Linked DNA regions of Mus musculus: regions 1, 2, 3 and 5 are each linked to region 4. Evidence: chromatin contacts called from public Hi-C and Micro-C data. All regions are on one chromosome and are shown on one strand. Each heading gives the region's core, a stretch centred on a gene start, on an enhancer-like site or on the middle of the called end of the contact. The rest is flanking DNA. Distances are from core to core; before and after follow the strand shown.

Region 1 (3,988 bases), core at 1,071-3,570, 280 kb before region 4:
AACTGTATATATTCTAGCTCCTTCCCTAAGATCCAGAGGCCACATGCATACAAATGGCTTGGGGGAGCAGCTGAATCCTCTCTCTTATGAGGGAACACAGTTTTTCATTGTGCCCTCCGCCTCCAGCCTTGAGTAGAGTAAACAGACCCACAGTGGTTTTACAACCTAGCTGGAGTCTCTAGTCTCTCAGCGTTTGCAATTTCCTACAGGAGTAGACTGCCTGCTTTGCAACATAATCCAGCTGAAACAAAGGATAGGGTCTGTGGGCTTTCCCTGTATAACCACAGAGCTGAACATTAAACTTTGAGCCTTGATCAGAAACTTTGTCTTGGCATCATCCTTCTCTCGCACCCCATTCCTTTTTCATTTTCAGCCCCCCTGTCAGGTAACCCAGTTCATCCATGGCTGCTGGACAGCTACATATCATCAACAAGCCCAGCTGGGATTGTCTGAAAGCAAGCACACCTGAACTCATGCAAACAGCGCCTGTTTGGCTGAGAGGAAAGTGCTGTGCAGTAGCAGCCCATGAAAGTATGTATGCATTTCCACCCACGCAAGTCTGGGGAAGACGAGGGCGCTGCTGGAATATAGATCCCAGGTATAGGCTTTCTAGATTCCAAGCCAAGAAACTGCTCACTAAGCCCTGGAACTGCTGTCAGGGAAGGCTGTGCTGTGCACTTCTGAGTTTCGGAATCCCAACTAGAATCTGAGCAGTTGGCGACACACCATACACATATATAAGCAGCAGGAAAGCAGCCATGACACTGGGAACCAACCCACTCAAGCCAATCCCTAATCTGGGGGAACCTTTTTAATGTGACACAAGCTGTGTTGAGAAATCACTGGTCTCCCGAAGTGTGAGAAGGTCAGGGTCGTTCCAGGTCATAGTCAGCCTATGAGTTGTTCCCATGACGACGTTGGCAGAAAAGGTCAGAGAACCAGCCAGTGTATAGAATAGACTTTGCTTATTAATTGGTGATGGGGGTAAATTACCAACTTTTAAAGCCTTGGTTTCTTTATCTTCATTCCCTCAAGTGTGTGTTTGTGTGTGGTATGCATGGGATCGTATCCGTGTTTACATGTGTGGGGGTACTCCTGTGTGAGGGTGTACAATATCCACGGCTGAAGGAGGCAGCAATAGACCTTGCTTGGCTGGCTTCCTCCTCCCATTTTGATCCCACCAGGGCTGCCAGCCCATTGAATGGTACTGCTCACATTTAGTCTTTGTCTCTGTTACTACGTCAAATGTCTCTGGGAACACTGCCCCAGATACACCCAAAAGTACACTTTGCATACCTCTTAGGCACCACTCAATCTAATTAGGTTGACACTGAAGATCTGCAGACCTGTGGCTTTCCCTCCTTCTGTCTTGGGGGGAGTAGAAGGCCTGCAGGGACCACGTGATGTGGGAGGCAGGAGGTTTTGAGATGAGCTGGGCTACACTCTGAGTTGGGGGTAGGCATAGAGCCCAGAATACTTGGTGATGAAAATCATACTTAGAGCAGGTGGAGTAAAACATGGGACAGATATGTTTTGTCAACTTGACACATGTGCTAGGTGTGGGGGTGGGGGGAGTGCTGAGTGAATGTGGAAGAGGGATTGAAGCCTTACCCTAATCAGGCCAAGGTCTAGACACACAGGTCATGGTAGCTAGCTAGCTAGGGTCATCAGAGCAGAGGGAACGTCAACTGAGAAACTGACTCCATCAGACTGGCCCGTGGGCAGTTCTGTGGAGGACATTGTCTTTATCAGTGATTGCAGTGGGAAGGACCATAGCACTGGAGGTGATATCAACCCTGGGCAGGTAATCCTGGGTAGTATATACCCTGGGCAGGTAATCCTGGGTAGTATATACCCTGGGCAGGTAATCCTGGATAGTATGTACCCTGGGCAGGTAGTCCTGGGTAGTATGCACCCTGGGCAGGTAGTCCTGGGTAGTATGCACCCTGGGCAGGTAGTCCTGGGTAGTATGTACCCTGGGCAGGTAGTCCTGGGTAGTATGTACCCTGGGCAGGTAGTCCTGGGTAGTATGTACCCTGGGCAGGTAGTCCTGGGTAGTATATAAACACAGACTGAGCAAGCCATGAATGAGCCAGCCTGTAAGCATGGCCTCTGCTTCAGTTCCGGCCTCAAGCTCTTGCTCTGGTTTTTCTCACTGATAACATCAAAGTGTAAGCCAGAAACAAGCCGGTTCCTCTCTTCAGGATACAATGTTTCAACTCTATAGAAACTTCTACACAACAGTCCTGAGGGTGGCTATTGTGCTTGTAAGGTAAGTGCTTTACAGACTAAGCGATCTTCCTAACCCCAAGACCGGAAATTTCTAATATGGTGGGGGCGAGGGGGGGTGTGGGTGAGCTGGCAGGCAGATTAATCTGCATAGTGTACATACATCATTCCTAACCCATCAGCCAGACAACATTAAAGCACCGCCACATTGCTTGTGAGACAGAGGGTGGGTATGCTGGCTTGTGTCCAGGACCTAGATGCAGAGGGAGGTGGAACACAAATAGTACTGAGAATGATCATGACACGGTAGGAAGGAGCCTCTAAGAAGTGCCGTTCTGGACCAACAGTAGAGGAAATCCCAGAAGTGAGAAACACGTGAGACTCATCTTTCTCCTATTGGGCATGGTACACCGTGCCATGGGGAAGCTGACAGATCCTTGCAGAGGGAATCTCAGTAGACAGCGGCTACCCTGCTACTGTGGGAAAGGCAGGACAGGGTTACCAAGGGGAAGGCGAGGCTAGAAATCTGGAAGCTGGAGGCACTTGTAGATGCTGGGGTAGAGTGAGCATCCATCAATCACGTTCCATCTTTTCACCAGGACACTTTCTCACACTGCTGGAGGTAGAGCTCCAAACCAGTGACAGCAATGACAAAGGCAAACAAGGTTTCCATAGCAGGGTTGGGCCTGGAACTAAGGCTGGTGAGACAATTGTAACTAATTTTTTCAAGCGCCTATTTTTAATAATGGTTCTTAAACACTTTAACCTCCCTTCTAGCCCACCACCCACCAAAGGTAGTAGAAAAGAAAGGATATGGGGAAAGTGGACCTGTTTAGAAAGGTTCTTTGGAGCAACTCCCATCTGTGTTGTCTGGAAATTGGCAGTTCAGTTCACAGGTTAGCAGACAGCGGCAGCTCGATCCACTCAAAAACACTTCCAGGATACACCAGCAGTTGAGTTCTGTAGAGTCGGGATAGCAAAAATGAATCAGCAGCAGTGGCATGAGACAGCCAGGCCTCAGCCTCGACACAAGTCAGCAGGAGGGACCAGGAGGAAGATCAGGAGAAGTTCTTGGCTATGCCTCTCTCAAGGAAGCAAATAAAGACGCAAAACTCACAAGCGTTGCACATCTAGCTCTGTTAGCAAGCCCAGCTCAGCCTCTGTCACTGTTGTTGAGTCCTTTTTATACCCACCAAGACGTTACGTGTCCTCCATGGGTCTTACCTCAGCATGTGCAGCTGTCTCAGATGACATCACAAATCTGTGGAAGTGGCAGAAACTGCAGCACATCACCAGAAGTTTTTTTTGGTGTGTCCCTCTATGGAGTCCCGACAAATGCAGCTCAACTATGCAATGTAAGGTGGACCAATACATGCATGTCGTTATCAAAGAACCTTTCAACATGTGTCCTTTCATGTGCTTGCTTTAGCAGAACATCCTCTCTCCTTTGTCTGCTTCAGTGAAACATTCCTCATGTATTTGCTCCAGCAAAACACCATCCAACTGACTTTCCAAAGAACCTTTAACTCTCCACGAGACACTCACCTACCTGGGGCTCTGCCTGCTTACCTGGGATTAGCCACATGGCTGTCCCCCAACCCCTAGCTTGCAGTTGACCCCTGAGCTGGGCGGCTTGCTGCATCAAACTTACAGAAAGCATATGAAGTTGTTGGAATGGCAGCCTTCTGTTCCCCACTTCCTCCCCTGCCTGGAAGCTTGTGGGAAGTGGAATCTTCTTTCTGTTTCTCCACCCCATCTC
Region 2 (3,947 bases), core at 1,304-3,803, 380 kb before region 4:
AAACGATGCAGGTTCTGGGAGTCCTAGAACGGGATTTAGTTGTATCCAACTTCTGCGGGCTGTCTGTCACCATTTGCGGGAGTTGTGGACTCTGGTTTAAATGTTCAGAGAATAGTTCCGGGTACCTGCCACATGGGTACCAGTGAATCTGGGAGCAGGACGTTACCTCAGTGAGAAGGGATTCTGGGACAGTACAGTGATGCTAACACTCTTCAGCTGGGCTGGTCCCCATGTCTTTGTCCTGCTCTGGGAAGATCATAGTGATATGGGTCAAGCTCTCCATCTCTGGCTTCCATGCAGGGTCACCTGCCATTCCCTCCCTTGCTTTATTCTTGCCCCCACCCCCACCCCTGCATCCCCTGATCTTGCTGTAAAAGCATGAACTAAAAGAAGGGTCAGTAGAGGGTCACTAGAGCATCCTGGTCATCACCCACTGTGACATATGTAAGTTTGCAATGTGGCCCGGTGCTTGTTGTAGGGTTTCTCTGAACCAACTATGTCCCTTCTGTCCACATTTACAATTCAAAGTATACCAAAGCAAAACCCCACCCTCGCCAGCCTCATACAGGAAGAGACTTAGCCCTATCCTCAAGGGAGACAACCCAATGTCTCCTAAAAGCTGTGGCCAGGCCCCGAGTGTATGCACAGGTTCTCTGTGACTGAGCGGCATTTCTCTTGTTCTGTCAAATTCTTCCTCAGACTTCTGCATTCTGGTCTAGCGACTTGATTGTAAAGTCAATGACACTAAGATGGGGCTATAATGACAGGAACGATAAGGGTGATTAGTTAATATTCATGAGTCTAATGAGAAGCCGGTTCAGCAATGATGCTTACACATGGACTCAAGGCTACACTTAAGACGCTTGTCATCCGCACCAGTTAAGACTCGCTTTGCCTTCAGCTAGATCTGCTACATCTGGCCTCTTAAGGTCCCTTTCTGAATAGAATTGCCACGTCGGTGGTGTGCCTGGCTTGTTTTGTATCGTTTTGTGCAAGTGGACTAGTAAAGACTAGTGGACTATTCTAGAGCAATGGCTCTCTCATCTATGTGAGGTGTCCAAATCGGAAACCATGGGGCTGACCAGAATCCATCCTGCTCGTAGACCTACTGGTATCCATGCAGCAGCACTTCTGGGTAGACCCCTGTCCTCCTCCTGACCCACACACTATGATGAAAATCCTGGGTGGGATGCCTCCACCGGTGTCTGTCTCTGTGCCACCATGCTTCTCACCAAATTGTCCTGTCACTGGGGATCTGCCACCACATTCTCTTCTCCATGTTCTCACTGTTGTCCTGCATGGCCTTTGCAATGATGCCCAAGTTCTTTAATTTGCAGAATAGGAATTTTTAACGCCATCTGCCTCTTTGGCTTTGTGTCCTACCTTGCTCAGCCCTTGTCTGACTACACAAGGCTACTGACATATTAAATGCTGCTCCCTCAAACTCCTGTCCTAGTCTCGTCCCTTCTGGTGTCTTTATGTCTTTCCACAAGTCCTCTGCCTGGGCCCTTCAGGAATTTGCCTTCTTCATGCGTCTCTCTCCCCAGTACAAATGGAACTGTCCTTTCAGGCACCCGTGTGTCACCTCTGCTGATTATTCTTTGCACGAGGCTAGAGGGAGAGATGAACGAGTGCTGCCCAAGTGTCTATTGCAGTGGCCATGGTGTGTATGACTGCAGACAGGGGTGTTGGAAAAGAACCATGGGAGCTCAGGCCTCTGGCTTAGAGAGTGTGGGGCACACTGTGACTGTCCCAGAGCCTCTCTGTGTCATGAATGAAGAGCTAGTGAAACCGGCCTTAGATGCTATTTGAGGACTCACCTTAGGAAGTAACCACGCATCTCTGCCTCTGCGCCCCAAGTGACCCCAGAAAAGAGGGCTCACCGAGGCTTCCTTTCTCCAGGTGCCTCTTAAGAAGAGGGGACTACAGCTCCATGGGTCACAGGGATGTCACCTGTTCTTGAGCCTCAGCAGAGCAGTGACCTCCCGACAGCATGCTTCCTTGCAGGACAATTTCTTTTATAAAGCCTTTTCCTCATTTTGATCTGAGCTCTGTCTTGCTGAGGTGCCTAGATCAGTTGCTCACCCTCCTCCCTCCCTCATTCCCTTCCTCCCTCCCTCATGCCCCTCCTCCCTCCCTCATTCCCTTCCTCCCTCCTGCTTTCCTCCTTCCATTTCCCAGTCTCTCTCCCCTTTCTCCATTCCTTTCTCTCTCCCTCCTTCTCTTTCCCCTTCTTTCCTCCTCCTTTCCTTCCCTCCTCCCTCCCTTCCTGTCCTTTCTCCCTCTCCTCCTGTTTAGTCAGACAGCCTCATATGAAATCGTACTAAGTATATTCCAGACAAAGGCCTCTGGTTTTATTTTGGCATGATTAGGGCAGGTCTGTCAGCATTCAGTGTCGATTTTTGAGAAGAAACGGTGTGGGTATTTGACTCCTAACCCCCTTAAATTTCTTCATGCAGATTTAAGTCTGTCTGCTCCCAAGTCCTCCTACTTTGGAAGGGTTATGTGAGTGTCACAGATATTGCAAGTGGGCAGGAGGTGGCAGGAGAGAGCCATGGTGGCCTCAGCAGGACTGTGAAGACTTAAGAGTCACAGGAACCAGTCCATAGGGATAACAGGGAACCCTTGATGTGAGCAGCAGGAAGAGAAGGGAGGGCACAGACACACCAAGGCTACCAGAAAGGAGTGTGCAGGTGTGGTGAGAAGGTGGGGAAGGGGGAAACTGCACGGAGAGTCTGGGGAAAGATTCTTGAGCCCCACATGGCAGTGCAGCCCCAGAATTAGCATGTCCCGAGAGGGTAATGGGTAATGGGTCACGGAACCCAGGGGTGATGTAATGTTATGCCCTGACCATAACGGGTACCATCAAAGACTCCGTGTGTCACAGTCTCGTGTGTGCATAGGCCAGTGGAACCCAGAGGTCAATGAGGGGTGTCTTCCTCTATTGCTTTCCACCTTTGTTTTTGAGACAGGATCTCTTCCTGAACTTGTACTCAGCTGGGTGGCCAGGGAGCTGCAGTGAGCCTGTAACCACCTCCCAGGACCGGAACTACAGGCATGCACCACTGAGCCCGGCTTCCGAGGGCTTGAGGCTTTGTGCCTGTGCAGCAAGCATTTTTACCAACTGATAATGATAATCTCTTAATGAAGGAGAGTTATTGTTAATTTCAAACTGAAGATGATACTGTTGATCCCAATTATGTTGCAAGAAAATCTATGGGGTATGTGTGTGTTTATGTGTATGTGTGAATGAATGAATGAATGAATGAATGAATATTCAGATTTTACATTCTATATGGCAAGGAAAAGAAAATGATCAAGTTAACAATGCTTATTTTTTCTAAATCTGGCCTCTGGAATTTGTGCAAAATGTATAATTAGACACTTTCAGGGCGTTCAACTTTTGAGGATTAGGCTACAATGAACGGAAGGCTGCGGACTTTGCTTAATACTCAGAAATGAGGGTGGGCTTTCCTAAAGGCAGGTGTCTGTTAGCCCAGTGATCTGGACAATCACATTAGTGGCCCCTGAGTTGTTTCTCCGACACTGACCATGAGCTGGTACCCTGCTGGCCTTGATGGACAGAAAGATGAGCGCCCTATTGGATTCTCTTCATTCTACTACCTGTCAGGTATCAGAGTGGGATAAGCTTCTGCCCAGGACACAGGAAAGGTTAAACCACGGTTAATCCTGGAGGACCACAAACTACAGACCAGGGCTGTGCTTTAAGTGCTGGAAGGTGGGTCTCAGGTGAGGCAGTTTGCGGAGGTGGTGCGCCTTCAAGTGATGAACCTTAGTGAGTGATAATTAGATAATTATGTTGTTGCCCGAAGGCCATCACCTTTGAAGAGATTAACATAGTTCTCTTGGTACCCTTCTTTGTTCTACCAGAAAACAGTTATAGAAAAAGAGGCACGCTGGTCCCTAATCTTCCTGCCTTTGCATGT
Region 3 (4,194 bases), core at 1,593-4,092, 400 kb after region 4:
ATCTGTTACATGGCTATAGGAACACCAAAGCGTGGGAGGCCATAAAATGAGGCCTAACAACAATTACATCTATTTGTTATTACCCTGATTTTCCTTACCACTCATAGAGTTGGAACTATGTCTAACTATTACACTGTATTAAACGACATGGGGCATCCCTCTTGTGGTCCCACTGTGGTGTATATAGCAAGGGAAGGAAGATGTCAGTTTCACAACTTTGGTACCTTATACATGCCATGTGGAGATTCTCTGAGCTGGCTTGTAAATAAGCAATCCTGTTCTGGAGGCCCATGTGGCAAAGAACTGTGGAGGGGAGACTTCGGAGCCCATGGGATGGTCCTGGACCCACAGAATGCACAAAGCCAGGGCCCTCTCTTATTCAGTGACAAAGGAATGAATTACAGGCTGTAAAAGAATCCTCCCTTCTCATCTCTTCTCCTCAGTCAAGCCTCCTGGTGAGATTGCAGTCTAACAACCCCATTACAGCTTCTTGGGCCTGCTGGGAAGACTCCATTGGGCTACCTGGTCTCTTGACATCAGGATGATGGGAGAGGATAAAGGCCTATATTGGATAAAGTTGCCATCTTTTCAGTAATTTGCTGCCCAACGATGAACAAATCTATAGACAAAACATTCTTAAAGATGTCTTCCTTGGGGGTGGGGATGTGGCCCAGTTAATCCACTGCTTACCAGGCTAGCACAAAACACCAGCTCAATCCTAGCACTTCCATTGGGTCTGACTGTACAAGAGCCAGTATTTGGGAGATGGAGGTTGGTGGATCTGGAATTCAAGGTCATCCTGGCTACAAACCAAGCTTGGATCTAGCCTGGGCTATAGGAGACCCTGTCTCAAAAAGAATTTCCCTTCTGGTCTGGAAGGTTCCAGAGAATCCTGTCCCATTCTAATGAACTGATTGATTTGCAAGAAATTTTGGGTTGGCCAGTGGGAGCAGAGGCATCCAGGGAAAGGATGAAAAAGAAAAGCCATAATCAGACACAGGACAGGAAGAGCCCCTGCCAGATGTCAGGCTTCTGAGTTTCAGCCATCAGAGATGCAGTCATCGGGCTTTGGTCAAGGTGACCTTGAACCACAGCGTTGTCTGTAACACAGCCCTGGGAACAGAATGAGTGCCAGGATTCCCAGGCCACAAGGGTACTGTTTACTAAAGAAACACTCCAACCCATACACTCTTGAATCTCTTCAGTCTCTCCCTCATCCATTCAGAATAGACTATACCTGTAGTTAATAGCTTTTAGGATCAATTGCTACAAAAAGAGACATCTGATAACATGAATCTTCAAGAAAGACATACATGAATTGAGGTAAAGGGCAGGGTTAAAAAGCTATGTTAGGGTTCATCCTGTGACTGCTTCCCCTCCCCCCACATGCCTTAGGAACTTTGTTCCATGTGCTTCCATAGAGTGGATGGTCCCCTCTTCCACCTAAGTCACACACGGTCCAACCCTCGTCAGAATCCTCTGAGTCTCTGGCTACTATAAACAGCCCGCAGATGAAGCACGTGTCAAGAAGGACCCGTCAGATGCTCCCAAGGGGACTCTAATGGATGCTAGGATTAGGTTTGAGAAGTTTGGGGCTGTGGTGGCTGGCTTGTGGAGAGAGCAAGTCTAAGGCCTCCCTAGAAAGGGGAGGCCTGTTAACCACAATTCCAGCCATCTATGAAGCCATCTGTATTTCTTTGACCTTATAAGTTACCTTTTTACTTAAAATTGTTTGGCTTGGGTTTCTGCCACTTAACTAATTTAGTTATTTAATCTTGGCATGTAATTTTAGCTGTGAGTCTCCTGGATGACAACGGAAAGAACGGTGGTAAAGCACAACGCTCTTATTCTCTAGCACCCTAAGGCCCAAACCATAAAACAGATTCTTTTCTCAGGGGCGCAAGCCCTTCTTTGGCATCGGCGAGTGGCCCAGAGCAGTGCCTTCCACAGATGTTTCAACAATGAGACAGACATATTCTTCCTGTGGCAGGCTGCCTTGGAGACAAAAGGCAAGCAGCAGACACATATCATCAGTTAGTGCTTACAATGAGGACTCCCACTGGCTAGCCCAACATCTCTTGCAAATTGATCAGTTCATTAGAATGGAACAGGGTTCTCTGGGGGCTTCCCAGATCAGAAAGGAAATCCTTATCTTTTTGAGACAGGGTCTCATTAGCCCAGGCTAGACTCAAACTTGATTTGTAGCCAGGATGACCTTGAATTCCTGATCCACCAACCAGAGAGGCCTCAGCCTGTCCCATCTTCCTGGGTCCTGTGACACTTGGGCACAGTTCCTCCAACAGCTCCTCCAAGGTGTCACTCCAACACATCGCTTCTTTGGTTAGAAGGTTGGTGTTTCCTAGCAAGGGACTACAAAGCCATATTACACTCACTGCTAAGTAAACAAATGCTTGAGGCTGTGTTTTACTGGTTCCATACCATCTGCCATCTGGTTTGGGGGAGCAAGGAAAGCTGTGGTTTTGTTGGGTTTGTGTATATGTGTGTGTTGCTGTTGTTGAGTTTGTTTTTTTTTAATTTTTTTTTTAAAGTTTAGGGTTTGTTTTTTTTCCCCCTCCATGAAAATTCTGAGGTTGAACGCTGGCAACAGTAAGGGGCTGCTTCAAAGCCCTCTAGTTTCCCACATCTTACACTCAGCTAAACGTTGGAGGCTGGTCTGGGTCCCCATCTGCTAGGCAGCCTGTTGTGTGAAAATGAGATCTATACATACGCAGGGCTCCTCGGGCCAGCGTCCAAGATCTGAGGGATCATTCTGAGCAAGCCGTGAGTGGTGGCTAGTGACTGTGGACTCGATGCTCGCAGAACAGGCGACAGTGGGTGGGAGCATGCGACAGGAGACTAGAGGAAGCCTGTCTCCACAGCAGAGCTGTCAGGGAGCGCTGGCTCAGCCTTTGAGACCTGGGATGCTGGAGTGGAGATCTTGGAATGATAAGCATGCTTCAGGGGCTGAGTGGAGAATCAGCCCAGGCTTATTTAGAACCCTCCCCTTGGGAAGATGCACGGTGTGGGGGTGAAAGTGAGGTGTGTGTCAGGGGTGGAGGTGTGTGGTGCATTGTGGGGGTGGAGAGAGATATGTTGTGTGGGGGAGATGGGGTATACTGTATGGCAGGGGCAAGGTGCATCATATGGTGATGTCAGGGGTAACATGCATTGTGTATTGAGAGTAGGGTAAAGCTCAATAGCCCAGCATGGCCTGCAAACGGCTTTGCATACTGGAGCTCTCTGAAAGGGGAGATGTGTTCTTTGAGCAGTTTTTGTAACCCTTGCCCTGACTTCTGCTTCTTTATCTATCAAACAAGACAGAGGTGGGTCTCGGTTTTACCACAGAACCTGGAGAGCATGGAAGCCGACTGAGGCTGGAGGGTGGAGCCTAGCACATGTATGTTGAATAAAAGGATTGAAGACACTCATCTGAGTGACCAGGGCCATGTGAGAGCCTGACTAGTGAAGCCACAGCCTCCAGGTTGTGAAAAGGCCAAATTTGTAGCTTTGGAAATTTTATATTTAAATATGACATGCCTAATATTTCCATACTAGCAGCTGGTAAAACTATTAGAAATTATTCCGGTCACGTAAGATTTGTCTGTAACCCACAGAAGGCACCCCAGATCTCCAGCTGGTGTCCATGGAGGAACTGGGTCAGACTGGAAAGAACCATAGACTGCCGTGCGTGGCTTTGATGAGAGCTAAAGAGGCCCAGACCAGGCTAAGCGAGATGGTCCTGCCCTGTCCTGCAAGAACTGTGGCCGACACATCACTGTCCTGGCACTGGCACCTCCAGGCGTGGCCTACAGAGCTGAAAGGGCTTTCCCAAAGGTGCTACCTTGATGCTCACATCCGAGACAGCTATGAGGTTCTAGTCGCTGGAGAGGGCAGCATCCACACGTACCCTTCATCTTTATTTCAAAAGTCACTGCTGGGAGACAAATGAGCTCTACATGGCTGGGCTGTTGTCTGTGTCCATGTGACCATGTCTCACGCCTGTGCACATGTGGTGTCCCTGTGTAACTCTGACGTATACATGTACACGATTGTGGTGCACCGCCTGGATGGTAGTCTGCTCCCTCCCCTCCACCAAGTCAGCAAGCCGGTAGTTATACAAAGTGACACTTAGGTGACCCATCTCTGATTACATGTGGGCCCTCTTGGGAATCAGTCCTTGTAGTCTGGGCAGCT
Region 4 (4,244 bases), core at 70-2,569:
ATTTTGGCTGCTTAAGAACATTGCCATCACAACCTTTGTCTGTTTAAAAACACAAAACAAAATGTGACAGAATAAAGGCTAGCTCTTCCCAAATACAGGCCATTAATCCTAGTTCCCATGTGTGTAGTATTGGGCTTTTTTTTTCCATTGCTACAATATACCTGGGGTGGGGGAGGGGAGTAATATACACAGAGAAGAAGTATACTTAGGAAGTACAACCAGCATGATGAGGGTTCTGTCCCGGGCTTCCCTGGCTATATCATCATGGCAAAGGGTGTCATGGCGAGAGTGCATGCAAGACAGAGAGCCTGAGTGGCAAATCAGAAAGCTAAGGAGTGGAGTGGGTGGTCCTGTTCTTTTTCTAAGAATGTCCTCTCTAGAGAACTAACTCCATGAGGATGCCATTAGACCCTTTCCAGGACCTAATAACCTAATAAATTACCTCTGGAGGCCCCGCTTCTTGAAGGTTCCATCACCTTCCAACATTACTACTCTGAGGAACAAACTTCCGTAAGCGGAATCATTGGACCACTCAAAACCTTGTGGGTAGAGACATATTTGAAATGTGTGTTGCCTTTATATTAAGAATCCATAGATTTGGCGGGGCAGTGGTGAGGCACACCTTTAATCCCAGCACTTGGGAGGTAGAGGCAGGTGGATTTCTGAGTTCAAGGCCAACGTGGTCTACAGAGTGAGTTCCAGGACAGCCAGAGCTACACAGAGAAACCCTGTCTTGAAGAACAAAAAAAAGAAGAAGAAGAAGAAAAAAAAAACTGTTGAAAAAAAGAATCCATAGACTTGAGGACAGTAGTTTAAAATAGCATGAGAAATACATACATAAAACAAAACCTAGTTCTATTAAGTAAAGAAGAACAATATATCACATAAAATGTCAGTGAGTGAAGCATGGGTGTTTAGGTATAGTGAAGACCAGAGGAAGTGATGCTCACAGGACTGCCTACCGCAGAGCTGTCCATCAGCATACAAGAAGTCGTCCAGGCTGCCCTTAAACTCACTTATATCACAGCCTGAACTCCAACTTGAGATCCTCTAGCACCTAGCCTCTGCTTCCCAAGTGCTAGAATTATAGGCACGAGCCATCATGCCTAGTCTTATTCACTTGAAGAGATCGGTCTGTGTCCAGGACAACATTATTTAACTAATCAGAGCACACACGGGCAGCCTCTTTGCCTCATGGATCAACAACCGCAGGCGCAGGCAGCAGAGCTGGGGTGGGAAGTGCAAAAGAACACTCTCCTAGTCAGCCTCTGATTCACACTGGGGTGAGAAGGGCATCGAGAAAGTGCCACCAGATCCCTCCTACTGGTGAATGATGTCTCTGCAGTCTATCTCCAGAAAAGCTGTAATTCAAGGCCCGGAACAACCTGTGATTTACATGCTGGGTTGGTGTAAAAGATATTGTGCAGAGCCTTCTGAGTGTGCTCTGTGTGTTTGTATAAATCTCGCTACTCAAAATATCTCCCACAGTTGACTGACAGCCCGTGTAATTTAGCAGAAGGCTAAAAATTAAAATCCTCAAGCCTGCTGAGGGAGCGTAAGAATGCAGTAACACTGAGCGCCGCCCCTCGCCCGGGCCCAAGCTCGGCAGATGCCAGGGCTGTTCATTTTGGAGACGAAACAAAATATTTGTATTTAGATTTATTAAAGTCATTATTCCGCCATTTGTTCCAATGTGCTTTATTAAAACCGGATCTCGTGTCTGTTTTGAAAGTATTACCTGATTTACATAAGCCAGTCCCAGCCCTAATTACGGCTTCCTTTGGTGTCTTTTCATTCCGAGGGAGGCTCACGCTCCCCCTCCTGGCTTTTTTTTTTTTTTTTTTTTTTTTTTTTTTTTTGTCGCCTGCCTTCATGGCCCATATGTCTGCCTTGAGATAGCAAGAATCCGAGCCTATAAATAGATGGCTGAGAACAGCTCCGCTGCCAGTTATCTGTCCACACATCAACATTACCATAATTGCAACAGGCAATGTGTAATCTTTCTAATCACACGTTCCAGACGGAAAACTGGATCGAGTTTCATAAATTGTATAATTTGAGGCTTTCCTGAGCTAACCGCTGGGCAGGCGGGCTGCTGTGGGTCATCCAGGACTTGGAAGTGCCACCCCTCTAAACCTGGTCAGGCTGTCCCAAGGTGGCATGGTGACACACACCTGAGGCAGTCACTTGGGCGCTGAGAAAAGTAGTGCCACCCTCTCTGAGTCACAGTCCCACCCCCCTCCCAGCCAGGCAGTTTCACTTTTCTCTTTCATTCCTTTGGGGGAAACACTGTAAGTGTTTTCAGGATACAGATGAAGACACCAAGAGAGGTGAGACTCGTCTTCAGGGGTGCACCAGCCAGTCGCAGAGACTTAAACACAGATCCCAGACTCAGTACCTCCCCCCCCCCCCATGCCCTGAGCTACAGATTATATCTGCAGCCTGGCGCCAGGGAGGTCCCAGTGAATTCCGTATTTTCGTCCTTTCAATGGCTTTCATAAATCTCATTCTTACTTAATTTTGAAGCCCAAACAGACCTGCTTCTCCAACAAGCCACTGCGCTATCTTGAGTCACAGGGCTTGCAAAGTGGAGCTCTGGGATTCCAGGCTGGGCTGAGTCCAAGGCCTGTGTTCGGGCCTTCAGGACCTGCACTGTCAGGGTCTTCTCTCCTGGGGATCCCTCTCCTCTTTGTTTGCTTTGCCAGCCTCTCAGAAGGATGCTAATTGGGTCCTGTCAGCAGGCAGCAGGCAGAGCCCAGGGAAAGGTGATGAGGGAGGAGGGACAGCCTTCTGCCAGGCTCCCAGACCACTGCTCAGCTTTCCCAGGGCCTGGTGGGGACTCCAGGAAATTGCCTCTGAGTGTCCTACTTCCCTAGAGAGCTGCTGCGGGAGAGCTCCCTTTGTTTTGCATTGCGCGAAACCTCCGGCAATGCTATTCATACTGCAGGTCCCTGGAGTGGCTGATGACACCCTGATATATAGACTGGTCCCCAAGGACCCAGCGTGCTCTCTGGCACTGTGCTCTCCAGCCGCGCCTAGTAATTGGCCAGCCTTGCAAAGTTCCAGCTGTCTATTAACTGCTTTAAATTGAACACTAATCAGATGATGGTGCGGTTACCAGCAAGGTCCCTCAGGCTTCCCTCAGAAGGAACCATCTAATCTATATCCCTTAATTTTTCCAGATTGAGGAAACTGACAGTCAGAGAGGAAGGGAATGGACGACCTACTGTGGTCGTAACCAATCCTAGGTCGTTTTCCATGGTCTGTTGATCTGTGTGTGTGTGTGTGTGTGTGTGTGTGTGTGTGTGTGTGTGCACATGCCCGTGTACCACTGTGAGGTTCTTGACTGGCAACAGATTCTAGAGTCACTCTGGAGACACACCTCTGGACATGTCAGTGAAGAAGGAGTGTTTAGACTGAGTTAATTGAAGGAGGAAGACCCCACGCTAGGTTGGGCAGCACCATCCCATGGGTTGCTGTGCCTGCCTGCCTGATGGAAAGCAGGCTGGGCATCAGCATTCACCCCTTCTCCTTCCTGACCATGGATGCCATCTGACTGGCTAGCTCAAGGCTCTCCTGCCATGACCTCCCCATCATGATGGACTCTACCCCAAAACTGTAACTCAAAATAAACCCCTCCACCTTACAGTTGTTTTTATTTGGTCTTTCCTGTTCTCTCTCTCTCTCTCTCTCTCTCCCTCCCCCCCTCCCTCTCCCTCTCCTTCTCTCTCTCTCTCCCTGCAGCAAAGAGAGAGGTACCAATATGCACTCTGGGAGCTTCTTGGTGTGATGTATGATATAAACTCTACCTGCTTTCTAGATAAGAGACTGGAGACCAGGACTTCTCTCCTTAGACCTGTCCCCAACACATCATAAAGTAATCCACCTGGCTGCTTTCTGGGCCTTGTTTTTGTTGTTGGCGGTGAGACGAGAACAATTAAGAAAACATCCCATAAGGTTGACTTGTAGGCAAGCCTGTGGAGCATTTCCTTAATTAGTGATTGATTGAGAGGACCCAGTGCATTGTGGGAGGTGATCCTAGGTGTCTGGGAAAGCAGGCTGAGGCAGCATGGACAATCAGCCAGTGAGCAGAATTCCAGCTTCCACCCCTGCCCTGACATCTCTCCGTGAGGCACTGAGTATGTAACTGTAAGCTGAATTAAACTCTTTCCTCCCGAGCTGTTTTTTTGGTTATGGTATTTTATCACAGCAATAGAAACCTAAGTAAGGCAGCCAGCTCAGGC
Region 5 (4,045 bases), core at 627-3,126, 480 kb after region 4:
TTGTATATACTAAATTGATGAGTATTTTCTATTTAGTAAAGTATTGTTTGGCTATAAAGGAGAATGGAATTATGTCATTTGTAAAAAAGTGAATGAAACTGAAGACTATTATATTAAGTGAAGCAAATCAGGTCCAGAAAGACCAACATCATACATTTTCTTTCATATGTGAAAACCAGAAAAAATATATATATTCATATATGTATATACATATATTATACACACATACATACATACATACATACATACATACATACATACATACATACATAAATACATACATAGCTGGCAAGGTGTGCCAAGCCTGGCAACCAGAGTTGACCCCTGAAACTGATGTAAATATGAAAGGAGAGAATGGGCTTCACAAAGCTGTCCTCTGACAGCTTTGCATAATCAGGCATATGCACAACTGATAATATTAGTGCAATAACAAAGTATATGAAAGTAGACAGAGGTCTGTGTGAAATTGGGGATCAGCCAGATTGGGGTGGAAGTCAAGAGTGAGTGAAGTCAGAATAATATGACCAAAATATCCTGTGTGCACTTCTGAAAATACCATGATAAAACCAAAGGCTAAGAGGAGGCGGAGGAGGAGAAGAGGGAGAAGAGGAAGAGGGAGGAGGGGAGAGAGCGGAAGAAGAGGAGGGGAAACTTTTGGAGCACTAAGGGTTCCTGTGGTCCAGCAAGTTGTTTACCCATTATGTGGACTATACACAGACAGGCAGGCACCAACGGGGAGACCAGGCAGGTTGTACCTTGGGAAGGTTACATTGTCCCTAAAACTTTGTATCCTCATCTATAAAATGGCTCTCTATACATGCCCACCTTGCCCCAACAACTATTTTTCTTTCTCATTCACTTCTCTCCACCACCTAGATGAACTGCACACCTACTGTGTGCCACCCACATCTAAGCCCCAATGAATACAATGTTAAGAGTCACATATAATGCAGGTGTCTGGGGGTGTTTGTTTGTTTGATTTTGTTTTTGTTTTTTGGGGGGATCACTCTGCAGTAAGACCCCAGAGGGCACACATAGACAGGGCTCCTTAGCCTATCCCTTGCCCTGGCTCACAGAGGATCCTTGCCCAAAGGTACCACTTTGGGAATTTAGCCTTCTGCTTACTGAGAAGACCCAAGGGGGTCACAGGCTCCATTCAGCATCTGTCCCAGGCACCTGCTGTGTGCCCAAGACTGTTTGTTGAACTGCAGGGACCTGAGATCCAGTAGGCTTGCCTGATCTGGCTGGGTCTGTATACACACACACACACACACACACACACATCTCTTCCATTATCAATGTAGGAACTTCAAGGTAGTACAGGTGGAAGACCCAGGCACCTATGTCCAGCACACCCTAAAGAAGATCCAGTCACCTTTTCCAGTGAAGACAAAGGGCACAAGCTGAGGAGGCCCAAGGGACCACTGGCTGTCCTTGTCCCACATCCCCCCGTTAGTCATGCAGCAGGCTGACTGATCCTGAGCTGAGACTGGCAACAAGGAGTCTGAAGCATTTCATACTACCTGCCCAGCCCCTAACCCAACCAGGTCCTCCCTTCTCCGGCCATCACAGGCACCAGAGAGACTCCTTGACTACGCCAGAGCAGTAGAGCTCTAGAACAGCAGGAAAGAGAGAGCTTGTCAAGAACCAGCGGAAGATGGTGGCACCAGGAAACAGAAAAGCCTGATGCCGAAGGTCCTGGGCTGAGCTCAGAGAAGTACAATGTATCAGACAGTTACAAAGCAAGGAGGCGGAGCGCCAGGCTCAGAGCCATCTCCTCTCTTTCCTGCAGGCGCCCTGAGGCAGGTTCCCCAAAGCCCTGTCCAGACTCGGTGTTCCTACAGCTCAGAGCGCCTGGGGGTGTGTGGTGCAGAGGGGGAAGCAGGAGAAAACAGCAAGTGCCAGTGTGACTCATGCTTCTAAATGTCGTGTTATTCCAGGCGTGTTCTCACTTTGCCTCCACCTTCATCCACCCCCCCACTTGCCATCTTGAGAACCGGCTGCAGGGTGGGGGAGGAGGCTGAGCCCGGGTCTCTAGGGAAGCTTCGTTTTTACTCTGTCCTCTGGAAAGCTGGGGGTGGGGGTGTGAGTAGGTAGTTGTCCCTAGTGAGCACTGTACTGGGAGCAGAGAAACAGAGTTCTCTCCTGGCTTTAGAACTATTGCTGTGAGACACTGAGCAAGTCCCTCGGCCTCTGTTATTTCATTTCTGTCCTTCCCAGTGTGCAGTGGGGCTTAGGGGAGGGGTCTAGATGCCCTTGGAAGAAAAACAACATGGTTCTCAGGGCTGCGACCCCCAATTCGGGCCTGATTCGGGAAGATTGTGAGAAGGCTTTGATCTGTAGTGTGTGTGTGTGTGTGTGTGTGTGTGTGTGTGTGTGTGTGTGTGTGTGTGTGTGATGTGTGTGATGTGTATAGACAGGTGTGTGAGCTTGCTTTTGTAGACATGTGTCTACACATAGACAAGCATTTGGGCCCATCAGGTGTCTTCCTCACCCACTGTCTACTTTGTTTTATTCAGACAGGGTCTCTCACTGAACCTGGAGATCGTCCGGTCGACTGGGTGTGACAGGTGACCAGCAAGCTCCAGGACCTACCTATGTCCCCACTTGCCCCAGCTCTGGGGTTTTGGACATGTGTCACCATGCCTAGCTTTTATATGGGTGCTGGAGATCAGAACTCAAGTCCTGATGCTGGCATAGCTAACACCTTACTGACTGAGACACCTCTCCAGGCCCTGGTGTTTGTACGTTTAATGCACTTCCCTACCGCCATGCAACCTGGTGGTCCCATGTAGTCTGTTCTAATGGCAGTCTAATCATCTCAGGACCAGTTTGCCTCTTCCAGAAAAAAAAAATCCTTCTTGATTTCCCTGGCCCAATCAGCCATCTTTAGCCCTTGCCACTTCTGGACCTTCCTCCCTGATCATCCTCAACTTCTGTCCCCAAGATATACAAGTCATGTGTGCACATGGTGTGTAAAATAGGTGAGTATGCATATGTGTATGCAGTTGTGTTTGTGTATATATATATGTGTGTGTGTATATATGCGTGCCTGTGTGTTTAGATATGTATTTGTGTATGCATATATGTATGTGTGGTGTGTGTATCTATGTGTGTGTGTGTGTGTGTGTGTGTGTGTGTGTGTGTGTGTGTGTGTGTATATGCATGCCTTGTGTTTAGGTATATATGTGTATGCACACATGAGAACCAGGAATGATAAAACCACACACAATGAAGGGGACATTGTGCCTATAGCCAGGCTAAAGTTCAGACCTGGGTTCCGCATCTCCAGGCCTTACACTTTTGCTACTTACTGGGCCTAGCCAGGTAGTGTCACGTGGGCCCACAATGGGGTTTCCATGTATAAAGTCCTTTGCGGTATGTCTTAGAATGGCCTAACAGACAGCATGTTGCCATGGAGATCTGAATGCCTCCTGCTTGCTGCATACCTTCAGGCAGAGGACTGGGGCATTAGAGTCTTTGAGGGTAGGGAAAGAATAGGTACCCCAGGTACCAGTCAGGTCCCCATGGGAGGGAGAATTCCCCTAGATGGTGTAGCTGCAGAGGTAGGAGTAGAGAGGCTGTGACAGAGGCCAACAGGGTTAAAGGAACCATAAGGGATCATGAGGTAGCTAAAGGGAAAGAGCAGCTGCCAGCTGTTGTCCTAGGGGGTACAGGAGCTGGTTCTGGGACTGTCCCCTCCCACGTCTGAGGAGCAGTTCTTCCTAGGGTGGGGTATCACTCAGGAGAAGCAGAAAAGATCTGAGAGAGCTCTGTCCTCCCATCTCCTGCTGGTACCCACACTAGCCAAGCCTGGGGACCAATGAAGGCATCAGTGACCTCTAAGCATGACCCAGATGGGGTGGAGGAGACAGTTTTACATGGCAACTTGGGGGCATTCAGGGCATTGTCTAGCCCCTCTGCCTTCTTCCCCCTTAGCATGACCCCATCCACATCTAGGGTCCAGAGCTGTCAATCAGAAGCCCCAGCTGAGCACCCCCACCCAGCCACCCAAACACAGGAGATGACACTAGGAAGTCACTTC

The links. Hi-C and Micro-C count contacts between places; a contact is called where the count stands out from the background.
Region 1: a Hi-C map of the N1E-115 cell line shows a contact between it and region 4, with 7 times the contacts expected there. The contact joins two enhancer-like sites. A contact is called at or near these places in 2 of 15 datasets of contacts at CTCF or cohesin (CD8 T cells and large pre-B cells), 4 of 484 Hi-C or Micro-C datasets (the G1E-ER4 cell line, the N1E-115 cell line, bone marrow-derived macrophages and 1 more) and 4 of 115 datasets of contacts at active chromatin or transcription factors (CD8 T cells, Th17 cells, memory CD8 T cells and 1 more).
Region 2: a Hi-C map of the N1E-115 cell line shows a contact between it and region 4, with 10 times the contacts expected there. The contact joins two enhancer-like sites. A contact is called at or near these places in 17 of 484 Hi-C or Micro-C datasets (the AML12 cell line, the N1E-115 cell line, adipose-derived mesenchymal stem cells and 11 more) and 3 of 115 datasets of contacts at active chromatin or transcription factors (embryonic basal ganglia, embryonic forebrain and pancreatic cancer cells).
Region 3: a contact with region 4 is called in a Micro-C map of the G1E-ER4 cell line. The contact joins two enhancer-like sites. A contact is called at or near these places in 7 of 484 Hi-C or Micro-C datasets (B cells, the G1E-ER4 cell line, bone marrow-derived macrophages and 3 more) and 10 of 115 datasets of contacts at active chromatin or transcription factors (T-cell acute lymphoblastic leukemia, acute myeloid leukemia, embryonic stem cells and 3 more).
Region 5: a contact with region 4 is called in a Hi-C map of cerebral cortex, with 2.0 times the contacts expected there. The contact joins two enhancer-like sites. A contact is called at or near these places in 2 of 484 Hi-C or Micro-C datasets (cerebral cortex and cortical neurons) and 1 of 9 other capture datasets (embryonic stem cells).

The regions. Positions count from the first base shown.
Region 1 is chr9:60,992,986-60,996,973 of GRCm38.p6, forward strand. It overlaps Gm51680 (a long non-coding RNA gene), which reads right to left. Exons shown (of 3, transcript XR_003948176.1): 2 at 3,058-3,189. Among named protein-coding and RNA genes, the nearest start is that of Gm5122, 22 kb to the right of the region's middle. Within about 2 kb of position 2,321, at least 10 of the 459 cell types and tissues checked have an H3K27ac peak or open chromatin away from gene starts, as enhancers often do. A contact at or near this core is called in the G1E-ER4 cell line and the N1E-115 cell line, where this site is marked.
Region 2 is chr9:60,893,123-60,897,069 of GRCm38.p6, forward strand. No RefSeq gene overlaps it. Among named protein-coding and RNA genes, the nearest start is that of Gm33643, 27 kb to the left of the region's middle. Within about 2 kb of position 2,554, at least 12 of the 459 cell types and tissues checked have an H3K27ac peak or open chromatin away from gene starts, as enhancers often do. A contact at or near this core is called in the N1E-115 cell line, where this site is marked.
Region 3 is chr9:61,674,474-61,678,667 of GRCm38.p6, forward strand. No RefSeq gene overlaps it. Among named protein-coding and RNA genes, the nearest start is that of Gm34770, 15 kb to the left of the region's middle. Within about 2 kb of position 2,843, at least 24 of the 459 cell types and tissues checked have an H3K27ac peak or open chromatin away from gene starts, as enhancers often do. A contact at or near this core is called in the G1E-ER4 cell line, cerebral cortex and cortical neurons, where this site is marked.
Region 4 is chr9:61,276,487-61,280,730 of GRCm38.p6, forward strand. The region is part of intron 3 of B930092H01Rik (RIKEN cDNA B930092H01 gene); the gene reads right to left. Among named protein-coding and RNA genes, the nearest start is that of Gm51681, 4.9 kb to the right of the region's middle. Within about 2 kb of position 1,320, at least 130 of the 459 cell types and tissues checked have an H3K27ac peak or open chromatin away from gene starts, as enhancers often do. A contact at or near this core is called in the G1E-ER4 cell line, the N1E-115 cell line, cerebral cortex and 1 more, where this site is marked.
Region 5 is chr9:61,752,100-61,756,144 of GRCm38.p6, forward strand. All of the region lies in intron 6 of Gm34828 (a long non-coding RNA gene), which reads right to left. Among named protein-coding and RNA genes, the nearest start is that of Gm34828, 68 kb to the right of the region's middle. Within about 2 kb of position 1,877, at least 70 of the 459 cell types and tissues checked have an H3K27ac peak or open chromatin away from gene starts, as enhancers often do. A contact at or near this core is called in cerebral cortex and cortical neurons, where this site is marked.